Regions from separate parts of the Sus scrofa genome. Here regions 1 and 2 are each linked to region 3. A link is a contact called in public HiChIP or PLAC-seq data. All regions are on one chromosome and are shown on one strand. The core of a region is the stretch at or near the end of the contact, and the rest is flanking DNA. Distances in the headings are between cores, read along the strand shown. Region 1 overlaps AGPS (alkyldihydroxyacetonephosphate synthase, peroxisomal). Region 2 overlaps NFE2L2 (nuclear factor erythroid 2-related factor 2). Region 3 overlaps NFE2L2 (nuclear factor erythroid 2-related factor 2).

The links. HiChIP or PLAC-seq counts read pairs in DNA pulled down with a chosen protein or histone mark.
Region 1: a contact with region 3 is called in an H3K27ac HiChIP or PLAC-seq map of alveolar macrophages. The contact joins two enhancer-like sites. A contact is called at or near these places in 1 of 5 promoter capture datasets (liver), 20 of 47 Hi-C or Micro-C datasets (adipose tissue, alveolar macrophages, embryonic fibroblasts and 11 more) and 2 of 2 datasets of contacts at active chromatin or transcription factors (alveolar macrophages and skeletal muscle).
Region 2: a contact with region 3 is called in an H3K27ac HiChIP or PLAC-seq map of alveolar macrophages. The contact joins two enhancer-like sites. A contact is called at or near these places in 4 of 47 Hi-C or Micro-C datasets (embryonic fibroblasts, epiblast stem cells, fibroblasts and 1 more) and 2 of 2 datasets of contacts at active chromatin or transcription factors (alveolar macrophages and skeletal muscle).

The regions. Positions count from the first base shown.
Region 1 is chr15:83,174,440-83,178,089 of Sscrofa11.1, reverse strand. The region is part of intron 1 of AGPS (alkyldihydroxyacetonephosphate synthase, peroxisomal); the gene reads right to left. Among named protein-coding and RNA genes, the nearest start is that of NFE2L2, 30 kb to the right of the region's middle. Within about 2 kb of position 1,644, at least 5 of the 83 cell types and tissues checked have an H3K27ac peak or open chromatin away from gene starts, as enhancers often do. A contact at or near this core is called in alveolar macrophages, where this site is marked.
Region 2 is chr15:82,977,390-82,980,905 of Sscrofa11.1, reverse strand. It overlaps NFE2L2 (nuclear factor erythroid 2-related factor 2), which reads left to right. Exons shown (of 7, transcript XM_021075131.1): 4 at 2,951-3,217. The coding sequence starts at 2,954. Among named protein-coding and RNA genes, the nearest start is that of HNRNPA3, 21 kb to the right of the region's middle. Within about 2 kb of position 1,580, at least 2 of the 83 cell types and tissues checked have an H3K27ac peak or open chromatin away from gene starts, as enhancers often do. A contact at or near this core is called in alveolar macrophages, where this site is marked.
Region 3 is chr15:83,099,348-83,103,457 of Sscrofa11.1, reverse strand. The region is part of intron 2 of NFE2L2 (nuclear factor erythroid 2-related factor 2); the gene reads left to right. Among named protein-coding and RNA genes, the nearest start is that of AGPS, 45 kb to the left of the region's middle. Within about 2 kb of position 1,412, at least 14 of the 83 cell types and tissues checked have an H3K27ac peak or open chromatin away from gene starts, as enhancers often do. A contact at or near this core is called in alveolar macrophages, where this site is marked.

The sequences.
Region 1 (3,650 bases), core at 395-2,894, 74 kb before region 3:
AGCAGGTTAAGGATCCAGTGTAGTTACTGCAGTGGCTCGGGGTCAACCTCAGCCTGGGAACTTCCACTTGCTTTAGGCGCCACCAAAAAAAAAAAAAAATTAGTTTGTTATCAATAAATACTATAGTCCCTATACAAAAACAAACTGTAAAACACCTTAAACAGTATCAAATCCAGAGCATTGGAACTGTAGATGAGCCTGCTTTAAAACATTGCTCAATGTTTTCTTCTAATAATCACATTCCAGTTGCAGTATGCTGAAAAACAAAGAGATTTACAAACTTAAGACTCTTGAACTTAAATTGTTGAGTTGGGTAATAAAGAACTTCAAAATTCTGCCTAAAATATGGGCCTTGCCATATTAATACCAACTATTAGAGGCTTTCCAGAAGTTGAAATGCAGGCATTTGTAACACATTTGTATCTCCAAAAAAAATGCAATGTTGCTTAAATAGTGTATAGTAAAAATCTAAGTTACCCCCAAACGAATCTTCTGACATTTTCTTTTTTTGTTTTTTGCTGTTTTTGTTTTTTAGGGCTGAGGCTAGCAATCTAATCCAAGCTGCAGCTGCCGGCCTACACCACAGCCACAGCAACATGGGATCCGTGGGATCCAAGCCACGTCTGTGACCTATACTGCAGCTCAGGTCAATGCCACATCCTTAACCCACTGCTAGGGGCTAGGGATCAAAGCCACATTCTCATGGATACTAGTCAGGTTCGTTACCCACAATGCAAACTCCCAAGACTTTCAAAGTACCCCATATGTTAAATAAATAGTAGGCAAATTTCCTAGGCTTCCGGTTTTAAACTTTTATATACACGTATCCCCTCAAATTACTAACATTTTCTATGACTGTTAAACACAATTATGTGATTATATTAAGCTTTAACTTCTTATATAGAAGAATGTAATGAGTACACTAAGGGGCATCATAGTACTAACATTTCAAAAATTAGAGTAAAACTTTACATGGTCATAGAATTCTAAAGCTACAGAGGTTCTCAGAAGCCATTCAGTTCAATTGCTCATTTTTCAGATGAAGAAACTTGTACCCAGAGAAGTGCTAACCTAGTTGTATCAGAAAACGATCTCCCAGTCTTGTCATTCTTACTCTTTAGAGAGGAATATCTGAAACTCACTATGTCATGCTCTTAGGTAACCAAAATGATTTAAAGGAACCTTTTCTTCATCACATTACTATTTTTCTAAGCACTACTACGTGTTATTATTATAGTCATTCTTCCGGAAGTGACGGAAAGGAAAATATTTAAAAATCAAGGAATTTGGTTATGTCAGGAAGCACAATGATTTGTATTCCCTTTATCTGTAAGACTATGAATTTAATTGTGCTACTCAGAATAAGGATCCCACAAGCACTGAAGATTCAAATAATTCAATTCTCAACTAACCATACAGTTCAATTAACCAGACTGATCTCTCAGATTTTTCAATTCTTAGAACAAAACACATGACGACCCCTCCAATCAAGTGAAAAAAAAAAAAAAAAAAACTGGATTGATTTTACCACACACACACACCAAAAAACTCCAATGTTTTACACATTTATACATCTGGCCACAGTACCAAATAGTGAAAAAACGTATTATATCTGGCATAACCAAAAAAAAAAAAAAAAGAGAAAGACATAAAATAGCATCACATACACACAAGGTGGCAGTATTCTCCTATGATATACATACTCAGTAGTATGTATTTCACAGTGCTGTTGTTTCAACAATTTTAACAGAAATTTTAGATTTAGCATTATTTTTATGAAAATCATGGAGTTATTCTATTCTTAAAATAGGAAAATTTCACTTTTAAGTCTGTACAAATTACAAATATTATTCTATTATTAGATTAATATCCTCTAAAAGTGATAAGCTGCAAGCATCCTGATATGAATGTATACTTCCTTTGATTACTATTTCTAATCATATTTTTCATTAGAAAATAAAGAAAAATTTGCTTTGAGCTATTTTTATTTGGGTTAGCAATTTAAAAAAAACTTCAGCTAACTGATAACTTAAAAAAAGGATCTTTTTCCAAAACAATCCCAATAATCAAAATTCTAACAAAGATACATCACTACTCAGTTCAGATGAAAACCAAATTTTTATCTATATTTTCCTATTTTAAACAATAAGAAAAAGAGCATATGATTTCAGGGCTTTTGAAAAATAAAAACTAAAGTATGAAACCTAAGCTCCAATGCTGATTTCTAATTAACCAAGCTCGGTATCAGTTAAATTCAAATTAATTCCATACATATGTAGAAGTTAAAAATTTTCTTTAAATCTTTCAAGGGTATTTTTGGTGCTGATTAAAATCCTTACTATCTGGTTATGTGCTTAATGCTTTAAGATCCAAATAATCCAAAGAAAATCATGAAAGTGAAGTAAAAAATAAAAGTGATGAGAAAGGGAGTTCCTTGGTGGCTCAGCAGGTTGGGGATCCAGCAGTTATCATTGCTTGTGGCTGAGGTCACTGCTGTTTAATCCCTGTCCTGGGAACTTCAGCATGCCAAGGGTGTGAACAAGAACAACAAATAGATGAGAAAGATACCAAGATTTGATAAATAAAATAAATATTTCCTTGAAAAGACATGCTACAAAAAATTCCTATAAATAAAATAATATTCCTACTAGCTTTTTTATTTTAAAAAAACTAGGAACTCGAAGCTGAGTTCCCATTAGAAATGCAAAGGCCTAATGAGGGATGAAATCTGCAGAATACTGTTTAATTCTAAATTTAATTTAAAACATACATGCTTTAAAGTACATTTAAAGTTATTTCTAAAGACTTAATGGCAAAACTCCTATACCGCTATTTACAATGCTTACTGTCTTTTTTCTTTTTTTTTTTTTGTCTTTTTACCTTTTCTAGGGCCGCTCACCCAGTTATGGAGATTCCCAGGCTAGGGGTCTAATTGGAGCCATAGCCACTGACCTACGCCAGAGCCACAGCAACACCAGATCCAAGCCACGTCTGCGACCTACACCACAGCTCACGGGAATGCCGGATCCTTCACCCACTGAGCAAGGCCAGGGATCGAACCCACAACCTCATGGTTCCTAGTCGGATTTGTTAACCACTGTGCCATGACGAGAACTCCCAATGCTTAGTTTCTTGATCTAACAGTAGAATTAATTCATTTCAAAAAGTTGTTAATCTAAGTAGCTTAGTTATAAGCATAATAATTTATGCATACTATAAAAGAAAGCCCCTTTACAGAAAAAGAATAGAAAACTCAAATAGAAGACATGGATAGATCATCACCACTTAATTAAACTACTACAAATCTCACAGTTCTAAGACCATTAAAACATTTAACTTAGATAAATGCCATCAGGATTTGAAAGCTTGACACCAACGAACATATGAATCTTAAAATATTTCCTCTTGCCCTGTTTTAAAACTCACCAAACTCCCTCTTCCAACTATATTTCCTACAGAGAAAAACTAGCCAACTGAAATGTTTAAGAGGCTTGACAGTTTTGTTTTTTTCATCATGAATTAGTCTATTGGCACTCTGGCTTTGGTCACTAGAGAAGGTAGTTACAAGTCAAACTATCTAATATGACTGATTCTGGGACCCTAACAAGATCAGGCTTCTGGACAGGTCAACTTAACACTTCTCCCCAACA
Region 2 (3,516 bases), core at 331-2,830, 120 kb after region 3:
AGGCAGTCTGGAGAACATGGAGGAGAGATGTGTCCGAGCGGCCCCCAGGAGCACGAACAAGTATTTGGGTTTCTCTATTGTAGATCTTCCGAAGAACTCAATGTGCTTTCCATGTCAGTTTTTTAGGGGATAGAACAGGTACTGCTTACTTTGAGACACTGGAGTTCAACTGAGACTGCATGAATATGCTTTTAATTTGTAGCGCTAGCATTTGTTAAGTAGGGGCGAGTATGCTCTGTCTCCTTAGCACCTGAGTCCGTTAGCTCCAGTTTGGAGAAGGGCCCTGGAGAAGGGCCCAGACAAGATACTCAGCTATATCTTGATTCACTTAGAAGAGATGGCTCCCAACCTAATTAGAATTTTAAAGTAGGTTTCTCTTTATATCTTTGACCTTTCTGTTGGGCCTTTGGGTAAACATGTCCATTAAAATGGAAACAAATTATGTTTAAAATGGGAATTCTGCTCACGGTTTTTTTAAAGTGGGGAGTCCCCTGAGAAGATAGCCATGTATGACTGAATGCTCTATGATTTCTATTTTTTTACTGTTGCCAGGAAAATAAGCCAGGGGATATTTGCTCTATACAGCCTTCTGTAAAGTGACCACTTCTTCACACCACCAAGATGTCAAGGCAAAGTCTGTATATACAACGGTTTTTATATCCTGTCCAATTTAGGAACCATCATCCAGTGATCGGGTTTCATATTTTTAGTGTAGGCTAATGGTTAAAAAAGCCTGAGTCCAGGTTTGAGGCTGCCTGGCACTTTCTAGTAGTATCTCTTCTTTTTAAACCTCAATACGCTTATCTGTAAAACAGGGATACATGTTATCTTTATGTGATTTTCATGGTTTGTATATCTAAAGTATTTAGAACAATGCTTGGGATGTACAGAAAGCCAGTTCTCAAGAGCTACAGATACTGTTTTAACTATACCTACTGTTGTGTGCTTTGTACTGTATATTAACTGTTTAAAGCTAGATTAACGAACCTCATGAGCAGGGTTTTCACAGCATCTGAGATTCTAACACCAACTTTCAATCAAGTGGTTTCTACAGTCCAGTTGGCTGGGAGGTCTGTTCAGCCTTTATTGGGAGAAATAGCCTGACTGCTCACTGCAGCAACAGCCATGCTGTTTTTGTCCTTCGGAGCCTGAAAGTAGTAGAGCTGTGGATGCATTGGCTGTCTGATGCTGCCAGCCATGATCAGAACCGCGGCACAAAGTTTGATGTTTGTGCTTGCTGTGTCTACCAATTCCCTTTTAAGAGTCCCCTCATATCTTAAATGTCAATACCTTTCATCCTTCCTTGGAGCATGTGTGGTTTGTTATTATTAAGAGGATCACTTACTGTTTCTCAAGAGTGAGGCTAGTGGACACTGCTCCTTTCTCAATTCTTTGGAGAATCTCTTGCCTTACCCACACATCATATTACCATTTGCTAGGACTTAACTAATTTGTTCATACCCCAGGAGCTAAAAGTCAAAGCAAGAGGGAATGTTTGTATTTTTCACTTTCAGCATATAGAGTTCCCAAGCCAGGGATCAGATCTGAACCACAGTCATGACCTAAGCTGTGGCTGCAGCAATGCTGGATCCTTAACCCAGTGCTCCCAAGATGCCGCCCATTAAGTTTCGCCACAGTGGGAACTACAAGACGAAATGGTTTTTTTGTTTTGCTTTCTGTTTTTGTCTTTTTAGGGCCACAGCCAAGGCATGTGGAAGCTCCCAGGCTAGGGGGCAAAGCAGAGCTGTGGCTGCCGGCCTTCGCCACAGCAATACAGATCCAAGCCATGTCTGCAACCTACACCACAGCTCATGGCAACACTGGATCCTTAACCCACTGAGTGAGGCCAAGGATTAAACCTGCGAACTCATGGTTCGTTAACCGCAGAGCCACAACGGGAACTCCCAAAATGGTTTTTAATAATATAAAAGTTAGTAAAAAGAAAGGACAGAAAAAAGATAATCAACTGTAGGAAAGAGCAAAAGAATATTTCACAACTGCTAGACTGACTGACTGCTAGTCTTTAACTTGGATTCTTCCCCCACTCCTGTAAATTGGCTATTTGCTGAGCAAGTTTAGAAAAATTCCACCTATTCAATCATGTTTTCCAAACACCGTTTCTCATAATAAACCAGTGCTTGGTGTGTATGCACTGATTTTTATATCCTGTTAAACAAGGGTGGGATTTAACTCAACGTTTATGTGCAAAATTTGTTACTTTGCTTTTAGTGGTCTCTGCTGTACCCAAATTGTTAATAAGCCAATAAGTGATTAATGGATGGCTGTGTAAGTGGTTTTTAAAAAAATGAATAGACACAGGGAGTTCCTACTGTGGCACATCGGAAACGAATCCAACTATCCATGAGGCTGCGGGTTTGAGCCCTGCCTGTGCTCAGCGGGTCAGGGATTCGACGTTGTGGGAAAGCTGTGGTGTAGGTCAAAGACATGGCTCGGATCCTGCCTTGCTGTGGCTGTGGTGAAGGCTGGCAGCTACAGCTCCGGTTCCACCTCTAGCATGGCAACCTCCATATGCTGCAGGTGCAGCCCCAAAAGCAAAATACTACTACTACGATAAAATGAATTAAGTGATCTGTGTTTCCATTCAGATTTTGTTATCTCCCTACCCGCCACCATCAGCAATGACAGTGTAAATTATGTGGTATCCGCCATTTAAAAACCATTTTAATTCCCCCAAACCTTGGCCCCCAGCCACAGTGGTCAACCTTCTCTGCCACTGAAATCAGCTGGAGCCACTGAATCAGTTGAACAACTAAATCCCATTAATTAGAACAGAGGAGATAGAACTGACTTCTTTTCGGCCTAATGTAATGAGAAAACAAATGTGAAGCTGGTGCAGAAATTAACACTGTAAATTAAATATACATCAATTAAAAATAAAACTAAATTTTTAACTATGGCCTCTCTCCTTCTTTTTCTGTTTTAAACACAGGACATGGATTTGATTGACATACTTTGGAGGCAAGATATAGACCTTGGAGTAAGTCGAGAAGTATTTGACTTCAGTCAACGACGGAAGGAGCATGAGCTGGAAAAACAGAGAAAACTTGAGAAGGAAAGACAAGAACAACTCCAAAAGGAGCAAGAGAAAGCCTTTTTCGCTCAGTTACAACTAGATGAAGAGACAGGCGAATTCCTCCCAATTCAGCCAGCACAACACATCCCGTCAGAAACCAGTGGATCTGCCGACTATTCCCAGGTACAGGGTACTTGGTTCTTGGGAAGGTGCATGGCAGGGTTTAAAGAACAAATAGCGACTCAGGAGTTAAAACATCTGAATTTGAGTTCCAGCTTTGCCTTTTACTGTTAACAACCTTAATAAGTCAACTTCCCAACCTTGGCCTCCTGATGAAGTTCAAGCCTTGACTGACCTACCTCAGAGTATAAGGATTAGGACATAAATTACATGAAGAGAGATTTATAAACTGTAAAAACATCACGTAATTTGAACATTTGAGATATTGAAACATTTAATCAACACAGTATATGAATTAATTG
Region 3 (4,110 bases), core at 163-2,662:
TTGTGTGATTTTCTTTAATAACGTGGGGTATTAATGGTAAGAGCTGAAAAAATTGGTGGTCAATTGATCCAAGACTTGTAATTTGCTGGGAGATGGGACAGAAGGACCAAGCACCAAGGAAATTGACAGTGCAATGAAAAAAAAATGTTCGAAGTGATAGGCAATGGCACTAGGCTCAACAGTGATAGAAACGAGCCAGGAAGGCACTGATAGATTGGGAGGAGGAGTAGAAGAGAGGCCAAGAAATAGGAGATTTTGAAATGGTGAAGAGTAAGTAAGAAAACTAGCATGCTAAGAAACAGAAGATATAGAATAGAGAGGGAACCATGTGTAGGTTTGCAGAGAGTAGGAATCCACGGACTCCAGGACTTAAGAGGAAAACAGACCTAGAAAGGAGAGGGTCCCCTTCTCCCTCTGAAATGAGAGGGAAGGAGAAAAGGAATTATCTTGTGTAAATATTTCTTGGCAGAGAATACGCAGAAAGAGGAGGCTCAAGTTATGGAGTCTTGATCTCTTCCATCCTACAAGATGAGAACAACGTGCAGGAGGTGCCATTGTAGCTTGAGGGCAGTAGGAAAGATGTAGAAAAGGAGGGGGGAAGGTATCTATCTTTTTTTTTTTTTTTTTTTTTTTTTTTTTTTGGTCTTTTTAGGGACGCACCCATGGCATGTGGAAATTCCCAGGCTAGGGATCAAATTGGAGCTACAGCTGCTGGCCTACACCTCAGCCACAGCAACTCGGGATTCAAACTGCATCTGCAACCTACACCACAGCTTACTGCAATGCCAGATCCTTAACCCACTGAGTGAGGCCAGGGATCAAACCCACATCCTCATGGATACTAGTCAGCTTAATTACTGCTGAGCCGCAATGGGAACTCCCGGAAGGCATCTATCTTGATTGAAAAATCCAGCGATTGCCTGTTGGTGGTGAGGGCTCAGCTGGAATGGTCAGCTGACATTGGTTTGGATCAGATTTCTAAATTTTCCCCAGCAACATCTTCTGCTTTAAAGCAGAAACAGAAAGTGCATACATGGTAGATTTCATTTGGGATGGGGAATACGAAAACAGGAGGCCATGAATGGCCAAAGGGATGAGGGCAGTAATCAGGATTATTGCTAAAATCATTAACACTCATAACATGCTAAGAGGAAGACACTTGAAGGCTGATGGGTCCCTTGTGCTCTGAGAACAGTGGAGGGCAGGGAGGGGTAGGGCTCACAGCAAGGAGGACAGAGTTCAATGGTCCTGATAAAAGTAACACCCGAATCTTTTAGATATTTTCCCCATAAAATAAAAAGGTGAATGCCCCTTTAAATCATTAACTAAATCAGCATTCAGATCTGGGCAGTCTCTCCCAGGTTGGGCTGTTTTTCTTAGCCAGGAATTGATAAGCTTCTTTGAACCCTCCAGGGCAAGTGAGGCATGATCCCTCTTCCCTGTCTGGACAAGCTTGATCTGGCCTCCTGCCTCCTGCTAAAGCAGGCCTGAGGTATGTGCCAGGATTCTGTGTCTTAGACTAATTATCACATTCCAGAATGCTCTGGGCTCCTCTGATATACCCTTTCAGCTTTTAGAGGGCCCTGTTCTGACCCTCCCTGGCTGTGCCCCTCACCACAGGATGAAAAGACTGGGACCAAGAGAATACTCCCATCAGAACTCACATCAGTTCCCTCTAGACCACACTCCGAGTACCTTGGACCACTTCGGAGCATTTCCTAGCCCCAGTGCTCCAAGCCCAATTTCCAGGCCTGCCTACACTTCCTTCCTGGTTCTCTCCTCTCAAGGGCAGACATGCCAACAGTACACCCACTCTTCAGCATGAGGGTTGCCAGGGGATGTGTGGATGTGTGGTCTGGGGCAGCCACACTCCTGCATGAGAGGCTTTTCTTGGTCAGAGCCAGGGATGGGAAGAGAAGAGAAGAGGGGCAGCTGCAGCCTGGAGTCCAGCAAACCCCATGCCTCTATGTCCTATTGCAGGACTCCAAAAAGTTCAAGAATTACACATTAAAACTTGTTCTTCGGATCATTAGGAAGATAGGGTTATCGAGTTAGGAAAATAGAACATTTTATTTGTAACTTTTACATAGTTAGATATGGGATCTAGACCTCCATTTGTACTTTCCCTCGGCCCCACAAATGTCAGGGGCAGCCGTGGTTCTTGCAGTGTATTATTTGTCTGTTGTGAAGAATAGATCTTCAAAAATTATTATACTAGGTTTATTTGACATTTATTTAGGTCCAAATTGTGTCCCAGGATGGTTAAAAATAAAAATCCATTTAAAATCCTTTTTGGATTTCTCTAAAGTTTTGGTAGCCTAAGCCCTTTCCCTAATTTTTTTTTTTTTTTTTTTTTTTTTTTTTTTTTTTTTTTGTCTTTTTAGGGCCACACTAGTGGCATATGGAGGTTCCCAGGCTAGGGGTCTAATCAGAGCTATAGCTTCAGCCTACACCACAGCCACAGCAGTGCCAGATTGGAGCCGCATCTAGGAACTACACCACAGCTAACAGCAATGCCGATCCTCAACCCACTGAGTGAGGCCGGGGATTGAACTCACAACCTCATGGTTCCCAGTTGGATTTGTTTCCACTGTGCCACGACAGGAACTCCCCCTTTCCCTAATTTTTGATATCATTTTATGTCATTTGATAGAATATGTTTCCTTGGAGTTCCCCTTGTGGCTCAGCAGAAATGAATCTGACTAGTATCCATGAGGATGCAGGTTCGATCTCTGGCCTTGCTATTGACCCTTAGAAACTGAGCGTAGGCCAACAGCTTACAGCTCCGATTCGACCCCTAGCCTGGGGACCTCCATATGCTGCAGGTGTGGCCCTAAAAAGACAAAAAAAAAAAAAAAAAAAAAAAAGAACATGTTTCCTTGTTTTACTAATGTCCATATTTAAGCACAGAAAGAATCTGTAAATGTTTATCCTACTGTGGCTGTCAAGGTACATAGCTCAGCCTTGAATATAAGCCCCAGCAGGTAAACACTGGAACATGTCTTCAGTATATCCCTTGTGATTTTGTGGATGTTATGTATTACATCTTTTTCTTACGTTCCAGGTGCTTACTGATACATTAAATCTGAATGATGTTAAATTTGAGGCCTGTCCTGCAAATCCATGCCTTATACCTTCATTTTCATTATTAGATCTTAATTATAGGAGTAGAATCAGGTAAAGCTGAAAATATCTGGTTATTAAACTGAGAGAAGGGAGAGGAGATGGCCTCTGGATTGCCAGACAGAGTGCACTATTCTCATTCCATTTGCACCTTGAGACAAGCCTTCTACTACATCTTGAATTTCGGAATGAGATATGACCCTTTGAGTGAATCTGTGCTAGGACCTTCCAATAGTGGTTTACAATCTGCCGACCAATCTCAGTGCTTTATTTGGGGGATATCAATGTGAGAAGTGGGAGGCTCAGTTTCTAAGGGTCAAGAGACCATCTAGGCTTGAGAAGATCTATGATTAATGGAGAGCTATGATTAAGTAGGTGCTTAAATGACACAAGGCAGATTTATTAATTGATAGTATTAGAGTTGTTTCTACTTTTTAGATGTTATGAATAGTGATGCTATGAGCATATGTATAAAAGATTTTATGTGAACATACTATTTTCATTTATCTTGTGCTATATACCTAAAAAGGGAATTGGTGGTACACATGGTAGGTAACTATGTTTAGCCTTTTGAGAAAACAAGACTGTTTTCCTAAATGGTTGCACCATTTTACATTTCCACTAGCAATGCATAAAGGTTCCAGTTTCTCCAGTCCCACACCAACACTTGTTATTATCTGCTTTTTTTTATTCTGGACATCCTAGTGGGTGTAAGGGAAATAATTGTGATTGTGATTGCCATTTTCCTGAAGGCTAATGATGTTGTACATCTTTTCATGTGCTTATCGGCCATTTGCACATCTTTGGAAAAATGTCTGTTCTGATCTTTTGCCCATTTTTAAATTGGGTTGTCTTTTCATTATTGACTTTTTAAATTTTTTATTGTGTCCTAGATACAGATTTGCATATCTTTTCTCCCCTTCTGAAAATTTCTTGCTGGTGTCCTTGTTTTTAATGTTGATAAAGTCAAATTTGTCTGCTTTCTTT